Linked DNA regions of Mus musculus: region 1 is linked to region 2. Evidence: chromatin contacts called from public HiChIP or PLAC-seq data. All regions are on one chromosome and are shown on one strand. Each heading gives the region's core, a stretch centred on a gene start, on an enhancer-like site or on the middle of the called end of the contact. The rest is flanking DNA. Distances are from core to core; before and after follow the strand shown.

What was found. HiChIP or PLAC-seq counts read pairs in DNA pulled down with a chosen protein or histone mark.
Region 1: a contact with region 2 is called in an HNF4G HiChIP or PLAC-seq map of pancreatic cancer cells. The contact joins the enhancer-like site here to the promoter of Hrob in region 2. A contact is called at or near these places in 3 of 39 promoter capture datasets (cranial neural crest, liver and pre-B cells), 2 of 484 Hi-C or Micro-C datasets (both in embryonic stem cells), 2 of 115 datasets of contacts at active chromatin or transcription factors (pancreatic cancer cells and stem cell-derived neural progenitor cells) and 1 of 9 other capture datasets (adipose tissue).

The regions. Positions count from the first base shown.
Region 1 is chr11:102,581,032-102,583,731 of GRCm38.p6, forward strand. No RefSeq gene overlaps it. Among named protein-coding and RNA genes, the nearest start is that of Gm11627, 3.3 kb to the left of the region's middle. Within about 2 kb of position 1,415, at least 57 of the 459 cell types and tissues checked have an H3K27ac peak or open chromatin away from gene starts, as enhancers often do. A contact at or near this core is called in embryonic stem cells and pancreatic cancer cells, where this site is marked.
Region 2 is chr11:102,247,349-102,250,241 of GRCm38.p6, forward strand. It overlaps Hrob (homologous recombination factor with OB-fold), which reads left to right and starts at 1,534. Exons shown (of 10, transcript NM_153544.3): 1 at 1,534-1,744. The coding sequence starts at 1,742.

The DNA of each region.
Region 1 (2,700 bases), core at 165-2,664, 330 kb after region 2:
AAAATACTACAAAACAAGCTTCTACTACTTATGCTGTTCCCAGTGGTGGCCTCAGAGCTCCCATCCTGCAGACTAGAGAAACAGAGCCCAGCAGTGAACCAGCCCCGAAGAACAGACCCAGTTCAAGGGCTCGGGGAGAGTTGGATAAAAATCACTGGAGAGGTTGTTTATTTTCCTATGAGATGTCCACTGGTTCACTCAAGCAGGGCTGCTTTTCCTTCCTCCATTTTGGTGCTCTTTGGTCCGTCTCCTCATCACCATATGTCACTCTGTCTGGGCCCCTCAGCCAGGTGGAAGATGCGGACTTGCAGTCCACCAGATACCCAGGGATTCTTCGTCTCAGAGTGTCTTTGGCCAAGGGGCTCTGGCATCTGGCCAGTGCCTTTCTCCCTGCTAGACTGGCTCCCCACAGGCCCCTAATCCATCTCACGCAGCAGGAAGCCCTTAAGCTCCCTTTTCAATGCCCTTCCCCAGCCTGCTGTGGGCTCTGAGCCTTTCTATACCACCCTTGGCAGGAGCTATGTTATACAAGCTGGACAGAACTGCCCTTGGAAAGAGGTCATCTTGCCCCAAGCGGCTTCCTGCTCCTGGCTGGCTGGCTGGCTGCTTCTCTGCTGTAGCCTGGTCCTTTCCCCAGGGTCACCCTTCTAGTACGTTGCCTGGGCATCTCATGGCGCAGATAGCCCTGGCTAAATCACCATCAAAGTTCCACACGGTTCAGGTGGGGTAGAGAGGACGCTACAGAGACGGTGGGCAGGACACTGGGGTCTGCCACAAGTGTGGCAGGCAGAAGTGGCCTCTGGCTCTGTGCCATCAATCTTTTAAAAAGACCATTCTTCACTTTTCCCGATTCTTTCAGCCTCCACGGGGCATTCTCAGACTGTGATACTGCCCAGATAGCACCAGGCAAGCTTAGCCCTTGGGAGAAAAGAGCCAAGCAGAGGGGAGACAAGAGCTGGGGACACAGGTCCTTTCTTCCTAGGATGTAATACTAATTGCTTGTCAACCCTGGAGACTCGACAGCTTGAATCATTCTACAGTGGGCTTGGTTTCAAATCCCTAATCCTGTGACTCCAGCACACTGACTTGTTAATGGTTTTGATTTTTGGTTTGGAAAATATAAATTCTTTGTTCAAGCTGGCTCACATCTATAATTCCAGGACTTGGGAAAGCCGAGACAGGAGGATTGCCAAAACTTGTGAGTTCCAGGCCGATTGGACCTTAGAGCAAGCCCCAACCTACAAAACGCGCGTGTACTGTCTCTCTGCCCTCGACTGACTTCTGCACCCCCGTTTCTTCAGTGTCTCTCTGTGTGTGGGGTCTTCCCACCTAGGCCCCTTCAGCCTTGCCTGGAAGTCGGCAACCTAGGAGTGGCTGGAGAGAAGTTGGGGATGCTGCCAAGAGGTCGGTTTGTAGTTCAGATTCCTCTCATTCCAGACTCAGCAGGCTTTCTAAGGGAAGGGCTGTGATAGGGAGGAGGACCCTTGGTGCACCAGCTGTGGAGAGAAGAGGGGTGTTCGTTCTCTTTAGCTGACCCCCCCAACCACAAGTAGGACCCTAGGACCTGCGCGCACCAAGTACAGCCCTTGCCCCCTCAGCAGCCTGCACTTTAAGGCCCTCCCGACACGGGAGCCATAGTCAGGGCTAAGTTCTTTGCATTTTCCAGAGTCCCTCACTCTCCTGGGTGTGCTAAGGTGGGCATTTGGGGGCGGGGAGACTGAGCACAGGAGGAATTGCCTGGGAAGTGTGACTGGTTCAGCCCCAGTTTCAAAGAAGCCATAGTCCCCCCCAAATGAAGTTGGCCAAGTTTTGCTTTAACCCAGCAATGGGGTTTGTTATTCTATCCTGCAACTCCTAGGCCAAAGAATTCCTCAAGGGTTATCTGGGGTGACCTTGCCCTGGGGGAAGGCAACCTGAAACCCCACGCCTCCCTTCCCGGCGACTTCAGAGTGTAGAAATCCGTGTACCTGCACCTCTCCCTGGGAAACATCCCCTCTCCAACAGTGTCTTCCTGACCCAGGCAATGGAGGGAAAACAAACATTGCAGGCAAGGGTTGGGTGTCCATCAAATGAAGTGACCACTTTGTCTGACCTTCTCAACCCTTTAAGAAAGAAGATTAATGTCGCCTTTTGTCACTGAGTGACCTATGCCAGGAAGGACCACATTGGCTAGTTTAGGCTCAGTTGAGCTTCAGAAGTCGGAATAGAGAGCCTGGGTGGACTGAGGGACCTGAGAGAGGCGGTGGAGTCTCAGTTGGAGATGGAGTGTAGTGATGCTGACAGGTAAGAAAAAAATTCTTTGGGAGGTGGTGGTGGGGGTGAGATAGGGTTTTTGTTGTTGTTGTTGTTGTTGTTGCTTTGTTTTGTTTTGTTTTGTTTTTCTTCCCAAGGTGAGTTTCTCTGTGTAGCCCTGGCTGTCCCCAAACTCACTTGTGGACCAGGCTGACCTCTAACTCAAGAGATCCACCTGCCTCTGCCTTCTGAGTGTTGGGATCAAAGGTGTGTGTCACCACAACCCAGCACATAGATTGTGTTTAAAGAGGAGTCTTAACTCAGGAAGGGACTTCCATATAGGATCCTGTAGGGTCTGAAAGCTGGGTCTGAAGGAACATTTCTAATTCAGACCAGGGCCAAGGAGAAAAGAGAAAAGTTCAGGGGAAAAGAAATTCAGGAGGCCAATTTCTTGAGATAGCATCTTTT
Region 2 (2,893 bases), core at 284-2,783:
TAGGAATAAGTTCAGAAATGGAAAACCTGGGTTCTGGGATGTAGGCTGGAAGCAGATCAGAGGACTCAGACAGAGCAGGATGACAAGCTCAGTATAGGGGGAGGGTCCCAGCACTGTTAATTTTGTTTAACCTGGAATGATAACAGCCAAGAGTCCTGGAGTACTATGTGATTCCAGGTATGACCCTGACCAAGCTCACATGCTCACATAGCAAAGAGGAGGTAGAGTTGAGAGCCTATGACCCAGCTATCGAGACTTCAGCATCTACAGTTTAACTGCTATACCATTTTGCTTCCTAGAATTCCAGGGGACTGAGGGTTTTTTTTTTGTTTTGTTTTTTGTTTTTTTTTTGGTTTTTTTTTTTTTTTTTTTGACAGGGTTTCTCTGTGTACCCCTGGCTCTCCTGGAACTAACTCTGTAGACCAGGCTGGCCTTGAACTCAGAAATCCGCCTCCTTCTGTGCTGGGATTAAAGGCGTGGGCCACCACCACCTGTCTGGGACTGAGTTCTTGACTAGAGGCTTCAGGAAGACAACCCCCCTATAATTATGTGCAAAGCATCATGTGTTTGTACACATGTGCCTTGTTCTGAGGAAGAATCCACCAATTTAGTCATATTTCTATGGCTCAGACGGCTACTGTGCTCTGAGGAAAAGACACACCCTGTCTTTCCCGGATCTCTTCATTCAGTCTTACTTGCCTTATATGCTTGAGCCAGGCCTTACCTTCCAGTCCCTGCATGGCCTCCAAAGTAATTTTGTTTATGTTTTTGTTTGTTCGTTTTTTCTGCAGTGTATGTATGTATGGTAGCTGGGACCAGAGTCTTGAAGACGCTTAGTACAATGTTGACCATTGGAATGCACTCCCAGCTTTCAGGCCTATTTTTCTAACATGCAAAGAAGGCACACATTTTTCTGTCGTAGAAACTCTTTAGGGCTGGGCGTATTATTAGCTTAGTGTTGAACATTTGCTTAGCACGTGCAAGGCCCAAAATCGTTCAATCCCTCCTCATTCACCAGAGGATGATGGCGCATGAGGCTCTCTACCTTTTCCTGTCTCTACCAATCAGCTTGGCCTACAAAGTGTGAACCCCCCCCCCCCCCCCGCCGCCCTCCCCGGTTCCATCCCTAGCACCACATAAAACCAGCCACCCCAGCGTTTGGGAGGTAGAGGAAGAACAATATGGAGTTAAGGTTATTTTCGGCTACAAAGTGAGTTAGAGGGCAGCCTGGGCTACACGATCGGCTGCGTTCTGGTGAGGATGAAGTCACTCTCAAATCACCAGTGTGCTCAACAAAAAAAAAAAAAAAAAAAAAAAAAAAAGAAGGGAGAATAAAGTGTATAAGATTTCTCCAAGCTCCCTTTCAACCAGAACGTGGCAGCCGGCTGGACTAGAGGGACCGCTTGGGGGCGACCGAGAGACCTTTGATTTTCCCTTTAAGGCTGCGGCGGAAGGCCCGAGGAAGAAGGACTTTGTGTCGGCAGGATAAAAATTGGTGCCTTCCCTTTAAGGGGGCGGAGCTATTGTTTTGGCGGCGGCTTTGAAAGCCGCTCTGGGTGCACGTTCTTAGGCGCCCCTCTCTCAGTTTCCGCTGCGGTCTTAAAGACGCTTCTCTTGGACCTTGCTCTGGGAATGCGACCGGACATAGTTCCCTACTCTACGTCTGGGTCGAGTTGGAGGTGAACCCTTGAGTCTGACACGGCCGGGCCGACCCGCCGGCCCGAGCCCACGGCCTGTCGTTATGGTAATGCCGCGTCTAAGCCGCCCGGGCTCTGGGGAGGAGGCGTTCCAGCCCCGGGGAAGCCGGACTCCGGGTTGGGCTCCGGGCTCGCTAGTCTGCTAGGACGGGATCTGCCTGGTAGAGACTGAGTGTAGTCTGCAGACCTGGGGGCTAGGTAGGAAGGGCGCGCAACGCGCAGGAGACCTTGTGAAAGGTACCTCCCCCGGACATACAGACCTACAGACAGACAGAAAAATAGTCATCAATCCCTGCGAGCCCAAACGTCACTGGCTTTTGGAATCTTTGCCCCCAACCTCGTGATCTTGGGGTGACTAACATTCAACTCTCCTCTCCCTCCTTCCCTTCCTCTCCTCCTCCGCCTCCTCCTCTGTTTTTATTTTTTTGGGAGGAGGGTGGGTCCTTGAAACAGGCTTTCTGCCCCTGGCTATCCTGTAACTCAGTATGTAGATTAGGCTGGCCTCGAACTCAAAGTTCTGCCTTAGGCGTTCTGGGAATTAAAGGCAGCAGCTACCATGCCACACGCCCTCAATCCCCCACCAAAAACCCAGGCTGTGGGTGTGACACTCGTCTGAGTCTGCTGTCCAGGAAGAAGAACCGTAGACTGGGGCAGTCCACACTCTTGGCAACTTTGCCTTTGGCTTTGGTCCTCTGTAGAAAGAAATCACTGGCTTGATCCTCAGAAACAAGGGTTTCAGGCAGGGTCCTTTCTTGTGTTGGACCAACCTTTGAGATTCTGTTGCAGAATACTCAGGCCTGTTTCCAGAGGTGGTGTAGGCAAGTAATCCCATCCTTTGGGAAAGGAAAGGGTCAGGAGTTCAAGGTCAGGGGCTGGGGAAGTGGCTGAGCAGGTAAAAGGTGGTTGTCTCTGATGCCTCAGTTACATCCCTAGGACCCATAGGGTGGAAGAAGCCGACTCCCTCAAGTTCTTTTCACCTTCACACCCATGCAGTAGTGTACCCCACCCCCACTAAATCAATCATTTTTTTTATATAAGATTTGAAAATTACCTTTATCAACATAATAATGACTTGAGGCCAACTTGGGCTACTTGAGACCCTTATGCTGACCCTGCCTTTGTCTCCCTTAGCAGTCGCCTCTCTTTTACTATCTCCCCTTTCTAGGAGTAGTTCAGATAAACTGTGTGTGTGCATT